Linked DNA regions of Sus scrofa: regions 1 and 3 are each linked to region 2. The links are chromatin contacts, called in public Hi-C and HiChIP or PLAC-seq maps. All regions are on one chromosome and are shown on one strand. The core of a region is the stretch at or near the end of the contact, and the rest is flanking DNA. Distances in the headings are between cores, read along the strand shown.

Region 1 (4,131 bases), core at 1,150-3,649, 140 kb after region 2:
GGTGACTGTGCTTTACCCTTGTGCTCCCTGCATTTCCGCATGTACGCAGAGTTGGTTTTTATTGTTTTGCTTTTTTTTTTTGGTCTTTTTCTGGGGCTGCACCTGCGGCATATGGAGGTTCCCAGGCTAGGGGTCTAATCGGAGCTGTGGCCGCCGGCCTATGCCACAGCCACAGCAATGCCAGATCCAAGCCGTGTCTTCGACCTACACCATGGCTCACGGCAACGCCCGATCCTTAACCCACTGAGCAAGGCCAGGGATCGAACCTGCAACCTCACGGTTCCTAGTCGGACTCATTAACCACTGAGCCACCACAGGAATTCCTTATTGTGCTTTCTGATTGCAGCTTGTCCAGAATGTTAGCGTCCCGAGAGGCCAGGGTCCACAGTGCCGGCACAGTGCCTGGCGCGAAGTAGGTGTCACTCAATATTTACTGAGTAATTAGTAATTACTATTTTCAAATTGTCTCAAGGTCAGCAAGATCAAATACTGAAATTGAAATATTGAAAAGGGTGAATTTCTCTCTCTTGAAATTCATCTGTCTTAAAAAGGGCTGTGACTGAGGAATGGGTGGTCTGGTTGAGAAATGCTGGCCACAGCACTGTTGGGGAACAATTTTACAGTGAGGCAAGTGGGGACCCACATGGGTGGGAATGGAGGGGAGTTTGGAGAGGCCATGGTGCTGGCCTCTGCCCGGGAACCACGCATTCTTTCCCCCCAAAAAAGCTCGGTGAGGCCACGCCACATGCTGGACCTGGTTGCGAACATGGGTCTTTTAGCACAGAATCAATAACCTTCAAATGTGCCTAAATGCTATAATCATGAGTGCACATGTGTGATCACACATGCATAGCTTACTTAGGTGTCTGCTCATGTGGGGGGCTGCTGCCCAGGACCCCTGCAGGCAGGTCCTGTCTCCTGCACTGCCAGTGGATGCCACTTGCACAGCCACATTGCCTTGTGGGTCCCTTGGTGACCTCAGCTGCCTCCTCTCACCACCATGTCCTCCCTGGTACCGAACCCAGCTCTCCCAGCGACCTCTGCCCTCCCCAGATGCCACAGTGCACTTAAATACCTTAAGTTACCTCTACCCAGGATCAGATAGTGTGCGAATGGCCTGTGCATCTTGCATGTGTAGCAGTGCAAGTTTCATAGATAAGAGTGACCAGGGTCGAACTTTACACACTGCCAACCCCACTCGAAGGGTCTGGTTATCAGCTTCCAGTAGGAAGTGAGTTCCTGGGTCCAGTGCCTGGTGTTCCTCGCCCTCTCCCAGGGACTGCCGACTGGACCACGCCTGGCTCTGGTGCCCACTCTTTTCCAGGGCCTTGGTCTTTGAGGGTCTCCAACAGGAGGTCAGAGGAGGTGAGTCTATGAGGTATTGGTGGCAGCACCAGGTGACAGGGATGCTGGTGAGCCATGGTCAAAGTCTGGAGATTGCGACAGCAGAGCCCATGGGCTTGTGCTTGTGGAGGGCAGGAGAGAGGCCGTGCTCAGCCTTCTGGCAGAGGACCTGGGAGGAAAGATGTCAGCGGAGCAGGGAGGAGGGAAGGAAGCGGGGATGGAGGCAACTGGAGGCCTGCCTGGTCCCCAAATTCAGAGGCTGAGAGGGTAGTTGAGATGTTCAAGGGAGAGTTCAGAAGAGAAGATGAGCTGGAAATAGACATTTGGGAACCGGCGCCATGTAGATAGACGGATTTTTAAGCTATGATGCCATGGATGTTAGATATTGAATTTAAAATATCTGTCATTTCAAAATTCCCACTGTGGCTCAGCGGAAATGAACCCAACAAGTATCCGTGAGGATGCGGGTTCAATCCCTGGCCCTACTCAGTGGGTTAAAGATCCAGCATTGCTGTGGCTATAGGTCGGCAGCTGCAAGTCATGCCACAGGTGCAGCCCTAAAAAACAAACACAAACCCTATCATTTCAAATACATATTGATCAATCAATATTAATCCAAATATCATATTCACAATTCCAAGTATCTGAAATAATTTAATATCTCTTAAGTAGAAACACCAGAAGCGAGTTCAGTTGCTGTGCCTATGGCCTTGTGCATCCTCTCCGAGTCATTTTGCCAAAGGTTGTAAGTAAATTGATGGTTGTGGTACAGCCTGTTCCCTGGGCAACTTCACTGAGTCCAGAATTTCCCCCTAAATTTTTATTACTTTAACTGAAATTGGCCAGCCGTGTTCCCTTGAAATACCTATTTCCTTAGGCCAAATTTGGAAAAATTTCCCTTCTTTTGAATATGAGGAGGATGCTCTAGCCAGACCCAAGGAAGAAATACTGAAAGTGCAAAAAGGGCCCACCACTCATCCAGCCCTACTGAGATGAGGGCATCACCTGTAAGCACCTGGCTCCTCTGCCTGTTGCAGGACTTTGGGACCTGCTGCCAGGTCAGGGGTGCCCCCTGCAGCCCAGGCCTGGAATTGCTCTGAAGTAGAGAATTCAGTGGCATAGACTGCATTGCTCTCATTTCTTTCAAAACAAGTATATATTAACTGTAGAAAATTTAGACTTTACAGGCAAACCAACAGATGAAAAAAATTTTAAATCACCCATATATAGCTGCTGCTAACATTTTGGCTACCCCACGTTTTTGCTATGAGCGATACTCATTTTCCTCCCAAATGAGACTATATGATAGTGTTTTGAAACCAATTTGTTTTCACTTAACTTCTTCTTTATATGCAAATTGACAGCAGCTGTGAGGACAGACGCCCACACCAGCACAGTGATCTGCCTGCCTGCAAGTTCTGTCAGCTCTCTTGATTGAGAACCACTATGAAATTAAAATATATATGTCATTTACATAAAATATGGTTGAAAGGCTCAGAGTTTGTCATCTCGGAAAAAACAAATATCTTCAGAATTTGTCATCTAGGAAAAAACAAATATTTTCAGAGTAACTAAATATAAATAGTCTCTTCAATAATTCTAATCTATTTAGAAATTTAAATGGAATTACTGCTGAATGAAATAATTTCTTTCCCATATTGTTTTATCTGATTTTTCTTCCTCTTAAGGGAAAAAGTATATTTCTGCCAACAGTAGGGATTTTTTTCCCATAAGTATTCTCAATAGCAATATATATATATATTTTTTTTTTTTTTTCTTTTTTAGAGCCCAACTTGCGGCTTATGGAGGTTCCCAGGCCAGAGGTCGAATCAGAGCTACAGCCGCCGGCCTACACCATAGCCACAGCAACATCAGATCCGAGCTGTGTCTGCGACCTACACCACAGCTCATGGCAATGCCATGATCCTTAACCCACTGAGTGAGGCCAAGGATTGAACCCGAGTCCTCATGGATCTTAGTCGGGTTTGTTAACAACTGAGTCATGAAGGGAACTCTGCAATATCCTTTTAAAAACACATATTTCAGGGTCAAAGAAAATGAAAACAAGCAAACCAACAAGAAAGTTGAAGGCAGAAAATAAGATTTTAAAAACTTGCTTTGGTTAGAAACAAATCAGTAGCACTAAATATATGTATAAATTACTACACATTCTGCATTGTGTAAATGGCATCCAAGATAGATTTTTTTTGTGAAGAAAAAAGAAATATAACCTACATGTTAAAAGAGAAACGGTGGAACAATTCCCTCTACTGGATGTTTTAATGGAGAGCTAGACGTACTGAATTCTTGCATGATGGGAGTGCTCAGAAAAGTGAATTCTTGCATAAAGGGAGGGACAAGGCAAACTGGGACTGGTGGGGGTAGGGGGAGGAGAAGCTGACAGAGCATCTTACATTTACACTGTTAAAATTTTTTACAGTGAGAGTGTGTTCATCACTTATATAAGAATCTTTAAAAACAAGATACAGAATTCTATATATAATATAATGTCACTTTGTTTTTAAAATATGTCTGCATATTTCTGCAGTTACATATATATCAAAAACTATTTGGGTAGAATCGCACGAGAAAGTTAACAGTTTTTTAAATTTTGGCTATAACGATTATAGAAGGTATTTGTTTTTCTTGACTCTTTTGTATTATCTAATCTTTTAGAATATGCATGCACTGAATTAATAATTAGAAAAATATTCTGTTTAGCAATAAAAATTTAAAAGCCTAGTAAAAATTAGGTACGTTAAATTAGGTACATTGTTTTCTTTCAAT
Region 2 (4,244 bases), core at 597-3,096:
GTAGCTGCAGGCCTGCACCAAAGCTCAGGGCAACGCCAGATCCTTAACCCACTGAGTGAGGCCAGGGATTGAACCTGCAACCTCATGGTTCCTAGTCGGATTCGTTTCCACTGCACCACAATGGGAACTCCTCTAATAAAAAAGATTTGCCACATGATCCTGCAATTCCACTTCTGAATCTACACCCAAAAGTGCTGAAAACAGGATCTTGAAGAGGTGTTTGTTTACCCACATTCATAGCAGCATTCATTATTCACAACTAAAATGTAGAGGAAACCCATCTCCACTAACAGATGAGTGATAAGTAAAACGTGGTGTGTACAACATTCAGCACCCGCCCCCCTTTTTCGGCTGTGTCTGGGGCAGATGGCAGTTCCAGCCAGGCCAGGGGTCAAATCCAATCCACAGGTGTGGCAATGCCAGATCCTTAACCCTCTGTACCACAGTGGGAACTCCAACAATAAGCCTTTGAAAATTTTTAAGTTTAACTTAAATATTTCCTTTACAGGAAAGCAATCATGATACATGCTACATGTATAAACTTCAAAACATTATGCTAAGTGAAATCAGGCAGTCACAAAAAAGATAAATATTTTAAGATTCCACTTATAGGAGTCCCCAGAGGAGTCAAATTCAGAGACAAAAAGCAGATAGGTGGGTGCCAAGGGCAGGGGGACTTTTGAGTGAATGTTTAATGGGCACAGTGCCAAATCAAAAGGTTCTGGAGATGGATGATGGTGACGGTAGCACAAAGATATGAACGTACTTAATACCACTGGACTGTATACTTAAAAGTGGTTGAGAATTTTGTTATATGTACTCACTACAACAAAACAACAAAAATTTGAACTGCACTGATGATGCCCGACATGGACGATAATAACACAATACTCTTCTACGTCGGTTGTAATACAAGCCCAACAAGGCAATCTACAGATTATTCTCAAAAGCTTTTAAAAGATGCACTCATTTCTCTACTGGAATGTGCCTAAGGCAATCACCGGAGAAATACAACAAGCTAAGTTAATGATGATTTTCACTGCAACACTGCTGGCGCACAAAGCTACTAGAAGACCGAGTACTCAGCGGGTAAGGAAACCTGTTCTGTTAACAGACATTAACGCTATACCCAAACGGAGGGCGGAGGGCCAGCCCCTCGCAAGCCAACTCGACAGCCGGAGGAGCGAGCTCTCACCGCGCGGCCTGTCTGCGGAAGGGCGGGGACGCCGCGAGGACAAACCCAAACGGCGCGGATGGCGACTCTGGGACCCAGGGCCCGGGTACGGGCCAGCCACAGCGCTCCCACCGAGAAGGGCTGACCCGCGCGCCCGGCGTCCCCCACGCGGGGGCGCGCACGCCGCCGTGATGCGTACAAGCACGCGCCCCCTGCGGCCTCGGGCGACGGTGATCCCACAATACCCGGGGGGAAGACAGAGGCTGCCCACCGGCCGACCTCCAGGCCTCGTGCCCAGGAGTACGCCTCACATCGGGAGGACCGAACTCTCCACGCGCCTCTCCGCTCCAATGGCGGGCCCCGCACGCTCCTGCCCCACTTCCGGGCTCGGCCCCGCGCGCACCTTGACGCTCTGGTCGCTGGAGCAGGTGGCCATCCGCCGCCCATGGAAGTCGAAAGACACATCGTGGATGAGATCCTTGTGGTCCGCCGCGATGCTGCGCGCCACAAACATGGCTGCGGCAGGCTCCTCCCGCCTCCGAGAGGGAGGCGCGGCTGCGCGCGGACCGCAGCCCACTGGGACCAGGGGCCAGGGCGCGCGCAGCGGTGCTTCCCGCGTGCTGCTTGCGCGCCCCGGGCTGCGCGGCGCCCCACCCCCGGCCCGTCATTCCCTGCGAGGCCCCGCCCCAGCCCGTCATACCCGAGGGGTCCCACCCCTACCCTATCACACCCTGCGAGGGCCCGCCTCGGCCCGTCATACCCCGCGAGCTCCGCCCCCAGCCATCCATACCCGGCGAGGCCACGCCCCCCAACCCCTTATATACCCCGCGAGGCCCCGCCCCAGTCCGTGAGACTCCCTTCCAGGCCCCGCCCCCCAGCCTCATAATCCTCAGACCTTCCCTGCCCCGGCCCTCCCTACCCCGCGAGGCCACACACCCGCCCCGCCTGTTACACTCCGCGGGCCCCGCCCCATGTCCGTCAAACCCCTGGGGGCCCGCCCCACCCCTCCCCCCGGCCGTCAAGCCCCGTGAGGGCACGCCCTGCCCACCATAACTCCGTGTGCCCCCGCGCTCAGCCCAACAGAGCCCCGTAAGGCCACGCCCCAGTCCTTCGTACCCCAAGAGATCCAGCCCAAGGTCGAGCAACCCTACGAGGCCCGCCCCGCCTCGGCTCCGCCTATTCCGCGAGGCCACGCCCTAGGCCGTTACGCTTCGCTGTCACGCCCCGGGCTCGTCACAATCAGCGGGACCCTCCTGAGCCTGTCCTTCCCCTCGGAGGCCTCACTCTTCCCCGCCCTTTGAGCTCACGGGGTCCCTTGGCCTCTTGGGACTCCCGCCACCATCTGAAGAAAGTTAACTGACTGTCGATGTGTAGAAATTGGGGAGGATGCAAAGGTTAAGACTGCTGTCAGCAGGCCTCTGTCCTGACTCAATATCCTCTGCCCCTGTTCGCTGACGCGGTGCTTGGAGCGGGTCAGGGGGGTGCACACCAGAGTGGGCAGCGCAGACGGGCGTGCGTCTGGCTGCGGCAGGGAGGCCGGACTGCTGTCTGGGAGATGCCCCCACCGGGAGGTGGGGAATGCTTGGTCTTGCTGGAAGTGCCTTCACGTGCCTGCCCCCCACCACTAAAAATGGTCAGTTTCTATTGGCGTTTCAAGAGGCAAAGCCCCAAATCCCTGAGTTGCAGGTATGAGTACTAAGAACTATTATAACTTATAAGTTCAAAGGCACTCATTTCCAAAGAAAGTACTGTCTATGAAAGTCCTATGGATTTACAGGAGCTTGTTAACTGAAGTTTAGCACTTGCCATCAGCCTCTATTGCAGCTGCCCACCCACAGTACCCCCTGACCTAAGCTCAGGGTGGAGACCAGGACTGAGGCTTCTGCGCTCTGGGAAAAGTGGATGAACAGATCTTCAGACTATTAGATATTTTTAGGGGAAGGTTTTATGAGCCCAATTATTGCATCTTCTCATATCTAGAAAAACACTGAAATTCATTCATGATGACTAATGTCTGTGACTAGTAGTAACCTTCACAAGACCAGCAGCAAACTTCTGTAAAATGTGTGCAAGGCTACATGCACCTCCCCCTTCACCTGTATGACATGTCTTGATATTCCTCCTTTCCTCTTTGGAAAGTTAGTGGACAAAACAAAAGATGTCATCTGTGAGAACAGCTACTGCCAAGGGTGGGCCAGTCAGCCCTGAGGGAACTCAGGAAACCATATCAACAGAGTGATTACACAAAGACCTTTATGGCTTCCCACAAAAACTGGTTTTCCATAAATCATCTTCTGTAAATCTGGTTATCCGTAAATCTTTCGTTCTTATTACCTCCTGTTTGTTGCAAAAACTCATATATCCTAGCTTCCTCCCTCACCTCAGAGCAGTTTCTCAGGGCTACCTAAGAAGTTTGTCCTGGACTTAAGTCCTAATCTCGCCCCAAATAAAACTTAACTTTCGGAGTTCCTGTCATGGCTCAGTGATTAACGAATCCAACTAGGAAGCCTCACTCAGTGGGTTAAGGATCCGTGGTTGCCGTGAGCTGTGGTGTAGGTCGAAGACGCGGCTCAGATCCCACGTTGCTGTGGCTCTGGTGTAGGCCGGTGGCTACAGCCCTAGCCTGGGAACCTCCATATGCCGCAGGTACAGCCCTAGAAAAGACAAAAAACAAAAACAAAAAAACGAAAAACTTAACTCTCAACATTCAGGTTGTGTTTCTGTGTGTCTACAAGCTCCAAACCTTAAGAAGAAATTACAGGTTTTGAGACAGTAAGTAGATCAATGGAGGTCAGAGATTATATGGGTGGAAGCTTGAATAGAAGGATTTTTTTTAAAGAGATTATTTTTTAGAGCAATTTTTTTTTCTTTTTTTTATACAGCAAATTTGTGTGTGTGTGTCCTTTTGCCTTTTCTAGGGCCTCACCCATGGCATATGGAGGTTCCCAGGCTAGGGGTCTAATCGGAGCTGTAGCCACCAGCCTACACCAGAGCCACAGCAACTTGGGATCTGAGCCGCGTCTGCGACCCACAGCACAGGTCACCGCAACGGCAACGCCGGATCGTTAAC
Region 3 (4,309 bases), core at 1,246-3,745, 160 kb after region 2:
TCTTTTTCACGCTAAGCACCTACATTTTATCCCCATGACTTCAAGTAGCCCAATGCCAACTCCACCTACCCGCTGAACACTTAATCTAAACCCCAGAGCCTAAAGACTATCTCTACGCGGTTGTATCACAGACAACGAACATTCAACATGTACAAAATGAAACATCTGCCCAAACCCTGATCTTTCCTTCTAAAAAACTCTACCCGAGTTCCTGTGGTGGCACAGTGGAAACAAATCCAACTAGGAACCGTGAGGTTGCAGGTTCCATCCCTGGCCTCACTCAGTGGGTTAAGCCGTGAGCTGTGGTGTATGTAGGTCGCAGATGTGGCCTGGATCTGATGTTGCTGTGGCTGTGGTGTAGGCTGGCAGCTGTAGCTCTGATTCGACTCTTAGCCTGGGAACCTCCACATGCCTTGAGGGCGGCCCTAACAAGCAAAAAAAAAAAAAAATAAATAAATACAAAATAAAAAAACCTTCCCCTTTTACACACACTCCCCTAGCTACCACCTCACTTTTCAGTGTCCCTCCAGAGCCAAAATTCCCTCTGGCTGCCCACTAAAATATAAGCAGGAACTTAATTTCTGAATTAATGAACAAATGCAAACACATACATGTCTTGACTTTTCCTTCCATTTTTTCAACCCAATACAACTTCCCTCTTCACTTCACTAGCTATCAAAGGTACCACTAGTAACTTTTTTTTTTTTTTTTAATTTTTTTGTCTTTTGCCTTTTCTAGCGCCGCTCCCTCGGCATATGGAGGTTCCCAGGCTAGGGGTCTGATCAGAGCTGTAGCTGCCAGCCTACACCACAGCCACAGCAACGCCAGATCCGAGCCACATCTGCGACCTATACCACAGCTCATGGCAACGCCGGATCGTTAACCCACTGAGCAAGGCCAGAGATCGAACCTGCAACCTCATGGTTCCTAGTCAGATTCGTTAACCACTTGCCACGACGGGAACTCCACCGCTAGTAACTTTCAGACATTTCTTTCTCTATGAAGTTTCTCTTTTTCTTTTTTTTTTTTTCATGCCAGGTACCTCCTGCAAAAATAAACTTTTCTCTTTTGTGATTAATAAATATCTTTTCAGGGAGATCCTTTGAAATGATGTCAATCTTTCTACCTATCACATGCTAATTTTAGCATCCATTGACATTTCCTCTGTACATTAACATAATTAAAATTGTCAAAAGCTGACTTTCAACTACCATTCTTTTAAAAAATTGAGACATACTTGACATACAACATTTTATCAGTGTCAAGTATACAAACTGTGATTCCACATTTGTACATATTGCCATATGAGCACTATGGTCTAGTTTAGATCTGTCGCCACAGAAATTTTTTTTTCTTGTGATGAGAACTATTAAGATCTATTCTCAGCAACTTTTAAATATACAGCACAGTATTAACTACAGTCACCATGCTGCCAGTTACATTCCAGGCCTTTTTGGTTTGTTTGTTTGCTTTTTAGGACCGAACCTGCGGCATATGGAAATTTCTGGGCTAGAGGTCAAATTGGAGCTACAGCTGCTGGCCTATACTACTGCCACAGCAACGGGGACACCAGCAGGGTCTGCAACATACACCAAGCTCACAGCAACGGCGGGATCCTTAATCCACTGAGCAAGGCCAGGGATCGGAACCCGAATCCTCATGAATACTAGTCAGGTTCACAATGGGTACTCCCTCCAGGACTTTTTTTGACTGGAGGTGTATACCTTTTGATTCCCTTCACCTCTTTTGTCCACCCTGCTAGCCAGCACCAATCTGTTCTCTGTTAGTTTTTCAGATTCCACATAGGAAACTTTTCTCAGCAGGTGTTTGTGCCCCTCCCTCTCCCAACAGATCTTAGGGCTTTTCTGCACCTTTTTCAAGGTTCTAACTTTATTTACCTACATGTGTTTACAATTAGACTGCAAACTCTTGAGGATAAGAACCTGGTCTTACTTTCACATTTTGACAGAAAAGAACGCTCACTGAAACAATGAATGAACAGCGATAAAACCATGTGCTAGCTACTGGCAAACGTGACATCTAGCCACGCCGGAGGCTCCTGAATACTGACAATGACTTGCGAGTTTGAGCATGACCCTAGAATTCGCTGAGAAAGGTTTCCCAGGATGAAGTGTACAGCGAAAAACCGGCGACCAGAGCGGACAGCAGGTCGCAAACCCGCAGGGTCGGCTCTCTGCCTGCAAGGGCTCCGGAACACGGCCCCGCGCGAGCCTGGAGGTCGCCGCCCGGTCTCGCCCCCCGCCCGCCAGGGCTGGACTCACCATCAGGAGCGTGCATCCCGCGAGGTCGGGGACCGAGTCCCCGCAGGGAACGAACATGGTCTCGCCGCAGGCGGAAGAGTGGGTTGCGCGGAGCCCTCCCAGGCCGCCGGCGCGAGGTCCTTCGACGCTTCCGGGGCGGGGTCCTTCCAGGCCACCGGCGCGGGGTCCTGAGGTGCCCGTCCTGCTGCCTGCCGGGCGGAACGCGCGGGGCGGGGCGGCGCAGGGGGTGGGGTGGGGCGTGCACGGCGGCGGCGGCGGCGCGGAAGCTGGCGGGAGGCGCGGAGGCCGCGGGCAGGGTTGCCAGGGGCAAGGGGGGCGCCGGCCCAGCTGACTGGCAGGCGGCGAGGGGGCAACCTGGCCGCCGTTTAGAAACAGCAGTTGGCTCCTCCCGGTCTTTGCCCGCCTGACGCGGAGACCCTGGGAGCCCGCGAGGCGAGCGGTCGCGGGCTGTTGCACCGCCGCGGAGACGCTGGGGCCGCCGGGCACCCGAGAGCGAGCCCAGCATGTCGCTGCCTCCGGAGAAGGCGTCTGAACTGAAGCAGCTCATCCACCAGCAGCTGAGCAAGGTGAGGCGGCGGGCCCCGGGTGAGGTGCGGGAGGCGGCGGGGCTGCGGGGCTCCTAGGGCGGAGACGGCTTCGGCTCTTGGGGCCGCGCCGGGGCCGCCAGCTCTCCGCACGCTGTGCAGATTTTCCCCAGGTTCTGAAGGTAGATGAGTTAGTTCACGGTCACCCCTAAATAGCTGAAAGCCTTCTCTAGGTCTCCGCTCTACTCTCAGACTTGTGTCTGTTGAAATGGTAACAAAGGCAGCAGATAACCAATAGAGATGATATGTATGATTTGTACTAAAAAATTCCCCTTTAAAGTTTTTTTTTTTTCTTTTAAAAACCTTACCTTTATTCTTACTGAATTTTGGTATCCGTTTACACTTACTATTACTCTAGAAGCTTTCTTGAATTTAGTCTATTCACTACCCGTTATTATTGTCGTTGTTCTGAGTCAGCATTTTAGAAAGAGATTAGCTAGTTGGTAATCTTCGACTGCTTTGTAGTGTTTTGAGTCATAATGCGAGTTTTCTGCATAGATGGATGTCCATGGCAGGATAAGAGAAATCCTTGCTGAAACTATACGTGAAGAATTGGCACCTGATCAACAACAGTTATCAACGGAAGATTTGATCAAAGCCCTTAGACGCCGGGGAATCGTTGATGATGTGATGAAAGAACTTAATTTTGTTCCTGTGAGTAATCTTTTAGAGGAAGAAATTTAAGGAGATAAGTATGTATGTATATATTTTTTGTTTAAGTATATTATCATGCCTATGGCTGATATAAGGGTTCACATTTGCAGCCTCTCCTTTTATATTATTACTATTTTTGGACTGTGGCATACAGAAGTTCCAGGTCCAGGGAACAACCCTAAGCCACAGCAGGGACAATGCTGGATCCTTAACGTTCTGAGCCACCAGGGAACTCCAGAGGCCTCTTCTTTTAGTAAAACTGCTTTTGATATAAGACCATTTTGTCTAGTAGTAAATATCTTTGTTTCAAGTATGTGCTAACTACCCTTGAATGTAGCAAGTAGGATTGATATCAGTGAAATTGGAGTTATGGGCCATCTTGCTCCCTGTACAGTGACAGTTTTCTCTTGTTTTTCTCTAGGTCTGTGACTTTTAAGTATGTATATGTGTATGTGTGTATATACATACATATGTCAAGTTAGTTCACCCTAACCTGATTTTTTAAACTAATATAGTTCTATAATTTTCTAGATGAGACTCATTTTTAAAACTCATTCTTTTGGTACTCTCTTCTGTAAGATTAATGCATTATCAGTTTTTTAAGAGAATTATTATCTGCATCAGAACCTTCAAATCTTTCCATACAAATAGGTCAGTAGTGGGGTGACAGCCTCTCGGTGCACAAATTAGTAAGTAGGTCTTCTTTTGAAAATGAGGCAATAATGAGAGACTGTGACCTCAATACCTGAGTAATAGAATGAAGAAATTGGATGGACTTCATACACCAGG

The links. A called contact is a pair of places that touch in the nucleus more often than the background predicts. HiChIP or PLAC-seq counts read pairs in DNA pulled down with a chosen protein or histone mark.
Region 1: a Hi-C map of alveolar macrophages shows a contact between it and region 2, with 3 times the contacts expected there. The contact joins the enhancer-like site here to the promoter of CEP192 in region 2. A contact is called at or near these places in 2 of 5 promoter capture datasets (fetal liver and skeletal muscle), 30 of 47 Hi-C or Micro-C datasets (adipose tissue, alveolar macrophages, blood and 14 more) and 2 of 2 datasets of contacts at active chromatin or transcription factors (alveolar macrophages and skeletal muscle).
Region 3: an H3K27ac HiChIP or PLAC-seq map of alveolar macrophages shows a contact between it and region 2. The contact joins the promoter of PSMG2 here to the promoter of CEP192 in region 2. A contact is called at or near these places in 3 of 5 promoter capture datasets (fetal liver, liver and skeletal muscle), 3 of 47 Hi-C or Micro-C datasets (fibroblasts, heart right ventricle and skeletal muscle) and 2 of 2 datasets of contacts at active chromatin or transcription factors (alveolar macrophages and skeletal muscle).

The regions. Positions count from the first base shown.
Region 1 is chr6:96,868,057-96,872,187 of Sscrofa11.1, forward strand. No RefSeq gene overlaps it. Among named protein-coding and RNA genes, the nearest start is that of CEP76, 23 kb to the right of the region's middle. Within about 2 kb of position 2,400, at least 4 of the 83 cell types and tissues checked have an H3K27ac peak or open chromatin away from gene starts, as enhancers often do. A contact at or near this core is called in alveolar macrophages and omental adipose tissue, where this site is marked.
Region 2 is chr6:96,731,954-96,736,197 of Sscrofa11.1, forward strand. CEP192 (centrosomal protein of 192 kDa) reads right to left here and starts at 1,847. Exons shown (of 54, transcript XM_021096019.1): 1 at 1,578-1,847. The coding sequence starts at 1,688.
Region 3 is chr6:96,891,056-96,895,364 of Sscrofa11.1, forward strand. It overlaps PSMG2 (proteasome assembly chaperone 2), which reads right to left and starts at 2,496. Exons shown (of 7, transcript XM_003356342.5): 1 at 2,283-2,496. The coding sequence starts at 2,339. CEP76 (centrosomal protein of 76 kDa) reads left to right here and starts at 2,474. Exons shown (of 13, transcript XM_005665274.3): 1 at 2,474-2,848; 2 at 3,365-3,520. The coding sequence starts at 2,786.